Regions from separate parts of the Mus musculus genome. Here region 1 is linked to region 2. A link is a contact called in public HiChIP or PLAC-seq data. All regions are on one chromosome and are shown on one strand. Each heading gives the region's core, a stretch centred on a gene start, on an enhancer-like site or on the middle of the called end of the contact. The rest is flanking DNA. Distances are from core to core; before and after follow the strand shown.

Region 1 (2,700 bases), core at 89-2,588, 2.6 Mb after region 2:
GATTGACTCTGTATAGCCAGGGTTTCACTTTAATGGATCTGGTCTCTCATTGACCACAGCAAATTCTTAAGCCCTGTTTGATCCGAAACACAGATTCTTAATGCTCAAAACATCAGACATAGCTGATAGTATTTAAGGAACTCTTACACTTCCCTCTGAAACTTCACAGACCTTGCCTCCATCATCTGTACTACTCCCAGCATCTTCTAAGTTCCCACCAAATAGCAGCTCATTAAACATTGAGCAGTCAGAGGTTTTTCTAGGGTCGAAAGAATGTGTGCCCAAGTGCCTGTCCTATAGTGCATAACAAGTAGAGAAGAAAACTCTGGCTTGAGAATGTACCCTACGTATCTAGATCTGCATGTTATGTTCCTTTTACACACAAACTTTTGGCTTGGTACCTTCACAAGGAGCAGAGAAAGGACTAAAAACCTGTACATATGAAAGCGGAGGGATGGGTGAAGCAAAAAGCCTAAAGACTGGATGTCTCTGGGTTGCTCCACTCACTCTGCAGGTGCGGAGGCACCTGGGGAGTGTGGCCGGTCAGGTTATTGAGTGAAATATTTTACATTGTTAGCTCAATGGCCTCAAAAGGCTCTGGCTAATAGAAGAGTTGAAATCTGCTCTCAGATGGAAACCACATCCTGTCAGCACCTGTCTAGACCCCGTGAACCACAGCCTCATTTGCAGCCTTGATTTTACTTGAACGTGGGAGCTGCCAATCATCAGGAAATGCCCTATGCTCAGAACATAGCAATGTCTCAAGCAGCAGACAGCATCTCAGGCATCAACTTCCAGGGGCCTCCTGCAGACATGTAGCCCAGCCCAGTCTGTCAGAAGCACATACACCCTTCTTACCTCTCCCACTGCTGAAGCAAGTAGAAGCAGCAGCAATCGGGCAGAATGGATGTTCCCACACATGTTTTTTTTTTCCCCCAGAGGCTGGAAAACAGTGATTCGGTGCATGCATGTTACCAGACAGGATACGGTGTTAAAGGATACACATTCTAAAAAGTAAACAGGGAGGAAGCAGCCAGGTGGGAGCCTCAGAGAAACGCACTGATTCAACTCCCTAAAGAGCATAACATGAAGTCAAAAGGAGCAAATTCTCCAGAGTGGTGGGCTCTTCCTTCCAGGGGTACCCGATTCATTTAAGAAAAGCAGCCTACTCACAGTGACCTTCTGAGCTGAGCCACACTGTTTATGTTCTCTGCTCAAAGCCACATCGCCTTATCTTGATGGTATGAAGTGCCAATTCCACCTAAGCCTTGTTCTTGCACATCTGTTCCCAGGGCTGAATATGTGGCACAAGGTGCAGAAAGAGCATCTTACTCACATTGCAGAAATGGATGATGTTTATTCAGTAAAAGCGATCTCAGATTCTTAAGGGGGCAGGGCTGTCTTCGCAAAGACCTGTTTTCAGTGAATTAGCATTTTACTAATCAATGGTTTCTAGTCTGGAAATGTCGAAGATAATGTCATATGTGCATACTCAGTGATAGTGCGAGGGAGCTGGCTTTTTCCCGAGTTCCCTGATTTATGCACTCCAAATATCCAAGATTATTATGAGTACCGTTTTCTTCCAAAGAGCAGCTTGTGAGATCACTAAGAGCCTGCACTGTGTGAAAATCTGCTGTACCCTTGTCCATCTACCTATTTTGTTATTGGTTCATGTTCACTTTGGGTGAGCCTTATACGAACATGTTCTTCATTATTTTTAACATAAAATTTTATTTTTAATAATTCCAAAGTGAGGAGGCTGGGAAGATGGCTCAGTGGGTAAAAGGACTTACAGTACGAATGTGAAGACCTGAGTTTGATCCCCGTCATGCATGCAAAATCCAGGCATGGTTATATATGCCTGTAATCCCAGTGTTGGGACCTTGAAGCCAAGTGAATCTGAGAGATTGCTGGCCAGCTAGCTTGGCCAAATCCATAAACCAAAGGTTCAGTGAGAGACTGTCTGTCAAGAAATAGAACAGAGGATGGTAAGGCAGGACACCTAACATTCTCCTCTGGCTTCCACACACAGGTGGGAACAAGCCGGCGCGCGGACACACACACACACACACACACACACACACACAAACATGTAAGCATCACACACACACAAATATTCTAAAGTGAGTACTTGAAGGCCTTGGTTCAGTATCCTCTTGCTATTATAAAATACTTGCCCTGACCGTGGGGAAACTCCCTCGCAGATACCATGACTGGATGGCTCTTCCCAGCTTTTCATAAAATGGAGGACTCCCTTTTGCAGCAGAGAGTCCCTTGTCTGGGGAGCCTAACCCCACACAGCCTCTCCCGCCGGCTGCCAAGGAACCGACCTACAAACTAACCCCTCCCCCATAAGAACCCACCCAGCAGGTACCTGAGATTCCTGAAATGCCTCTCCATGCAAATGAGACAATTCACAGAACTTGAAACTCCAGCCAAGGAGTTTCATTTACCCTGTGAACTCCTTTCCACTCTCCAAAGTCGATATAGAGCCCTGTTCCACCCCCAAATAAAGGCTATGCGTACAAGCCTGCCCCAGATACAGGTATGCACACAAGACTGTCTTAAGAGAGCTGTTTCATTGAAAACCTTGGCAGAAGGCTTTCTTTCTCCACTCGCGCCACTCCCTTCTCCCCTCTCCCACACTCACTCCCCAGCTGGACTGGGATCCTCCAGAACCCCACCCATTCCAGACTCCAC
Region 2 (2,700 bases), core at 181-2,680:
CCAATGGCGATGGTTCTTTTAGGATCTTAGCCCGCCCTCCAAGTGCGCTCCAGCCGTTGGGTCAGAAGTCTATAGGGCAGCGCGTTCACGTGGCCCGTCTTCACGACCCAGAGTTCCCCTGACCGTGGGTTTTTTTTTTCCCCCCCTCGCGCTCGCCTTCTCTCCTGCAGGGAGGCATTATGGGTTTGTGGGTCCGCTCCCCTCCCCCGCCCCCGCCCCGCTGGGAAAGGAAGTGCCGACGTGGCTGGCGGAAACAGGCTAGGCGGAAATGAGCTAAGGTTCCCGCGAGTGGGAAGAGCGAGGGCAGACCCGGGGCCACGCCCCCGAGCCTGTTGCGCAACTCGCGGACCTGGGGAGAGAGGAAAAAAAAACACCAACGCCCCCCCAAAAAAACCAAAGGCAAAGGAATGGTGAAGGTTTTGAGGTGTGAGGCGTGTGAGGGTGGTGAGTGCCACTGGGCGGATGCCTGGATGCTTTGGAGAAACGGGGTGTCTGCGCGCACGCGGGCGCAGGCAGGCTCGCGTGGCTGTGGAGTGTGGGTGTGGGCGCACAGCCGCCCTCGTGGCGCTGGCGATGATGGGTGTGCGCAGGCGTGCTGCCCTGGTGGGGACGGGAGGGGCCGTGTGTGAGTGTGTGTGTGTGTGTGTGTGTGTGTGTGTGTGCGCGCGCGCGCGTGAGCGTAGGCGAGGTCCCTCATTTTGGTGGATTTTTCTGCCTTTTTTATGTTTGCAAACTGCATTAATAAAACTGAGAATAACTAGGACAGTGCTAGTATCTAAAGGAAAGGGCTTCTGTAAGAAAAGGCCTGCCGATTTAATCAAATTCCTTTCTTTTCTTTGCCTTTTTTCGTTTTTTTGTTTGTTTTTGAGGCCTGTTGTAACTAGGTAGCCCTGGCTGGCCTGGAACTCGGAGATCCACCTGTCCCTTCACGGCCTTCGAGCGCTGGGATTAAAAGCATGCGCCACTCCACCCAGTCCGATTTAATTTTAGACCCTAGAGATGATCATTATTCCCACATTATAGTCCACCAAAATAAACTTCTTCCATGGTTAAGATTCAGAACTATATTAGTAACGTAAAAGGGCGTTTCTTTCAAGTTTCCAGTTGTACACCCCCTCCTCTCTGTCCCCAAGGCCTCCCCTTTGCCCTTCACCAAATTTACTGCGAATCTCCCTTATGCCCCCTCACCAGGTTTATCGCTAAATTGGCACACAAAATTTTAATGAAAACATAGGCAACTAAATTCCCCAGTGATAGAGACAACTCCAGTTTCCTGTGGGTGGTGAGCCTCACCTACCTTTTTTCCTAATCTCCAAGCGGAGTGATCAAATACACATTCGGCCAATTTTCCAGAAAGTTCACTGGCTGAGCAGTAAACCTCTTGAATCTGCCGCTAGATGTCACCAAATCCCAGCCAAAGGAGTTACTGCTTGGTTCCCAGGGATTGTGAGATTGATTTTTTTGCTCCACCCACTTCTTATTTTATGGGCTCCCTAATCTCTGGCTGACTCATATATATATCTTAAATTCCTAAAGATGAATAAGATCAAGTTCTGTGAAGTAACAGTACTAGGCAAGGAATTATATATCCGAAAATTCTGGTTAATTTCCTTAAGCAAAAAAAAAAAAAAAAAAAAAAGTCACCTGTTCTGGCACATCTTTTGTTTTTTCTCAGGATTGATAAATGGGCCTAAATTCTGATGCTAAAACCCTTCGTGAGCTGTGGCGCAGCCGCAGTATCAGCGCTTGGGAGGAAGAAGGGCCGCAAATTAAAGGCCAGCTTAGATTACATATTGAGGCCCCGTCACTACATAAATAAACCAATGAAAGAATATTCTTTTTGCTCACTTTTTTCCCCTCTTGAAATTTTTATCAGGTACGTGTGTTGGCCCCTCAGGTTTATGTAGTGGTTCTGTGCTGTCCGGAGTGAGAAGGTAGGTACTTAATATACCAAAAGTTATATTTTATCACGGTGAGAGTCATCACACAGTTAAAACTCTTAGTTCCTAACTACAGTTTTAAGCCTGTTCCCCCCTGAGGGAGCTCACCTGTGTGACGGACCTTACCTGAAGATCAGGCCTAGTCTCCGATGCAGGCGCCTAGGGAGACTCTCCAGCCACAAGGGCGGCTCAAGGTGTCTCTCCAGGTGTGCAGCGAAAGACCGATGCTTTCTATCTCCCTCCTTATATACTCACAGTCCAGCGGGCGTCATGGGATTCTTGTCCCGTGTCTGGTTATCTTAGCGACTGATGTCATTGGGGGCTGGTTATCAGGTACAGCCTTGGGGGTAGTGGAGTTCCTGACTAAGCTGTTTTTCGAAGACAAAGGGCATTTTCTCCCCTACTATTCTCGTTACAATTCCGAAAAAAAAAAAAACGTGGTTGTGTCTTTTAAAGTCGATAGTAAGTAGGAAAGCATTTCACTTAGGTTTCACAGCGCATAATGATGTCGCCTTGAGGGTTTTTTTTTTTCTCGATGTACCTGTGTGACCTGTGCATTTCGCGGCTAAAGTTCACCTTCATTTAGGTCTTTTCCCTCTGTTGCGGTTCACCCTATTTTCTATGGAAGGATCTCACTGAACTCAGAGTTTACTACATGGGCTATACTGGCTTGTCAGTGAGCTCCCAGGATCTGCCCATTTCTACCAACAGTCCCCCTTAAAATACGGGGGTTATAGATAGGTGCCCCATGTTCGGCTTT

What was found. HiChIP or PLAC-seq counts read pairs in DNA pulled down with a chosen protein or histone mark.
Region 1: an H3K27ac HiChIP or PLAC-seq map of embryonic stem cells shows a contact between it and region 2, with 4 times the contacts expected there. The contact joins the promoter of Platr21 here to the promoter of BC065397 in region 2. A contact is called at or near these places in 1 of 39 promoter capture datasets (embryonic stem cells) and 1 of 115 datasets of contacts at active chromatin or transcription factors (embryonic stem cells).

Annotation. Positions count from the first base shown.
Region 1 is chrX:139,355,432-139,358,131 of GRCm38.p6, forward strand. Platr21 (pluripotency associated transcript 21) reads right to left here and starts at 1,339. Exons shown (of 20, transcript NR_045455.1): 1 at 1,174-1,339; 2 at 859-942.
Region 2 is chrX:136,741,527-136,744,226 of GRCm38.p6, forward strand. It overlaps BC065397 (cDNA sequence BC065397), which reads left to right and starts at 1,431. Exons shown (of 10, transcript NR_033324.1): 1 at 1,431-2,700. It also overlaps a transcript of Morf4l2 not described here.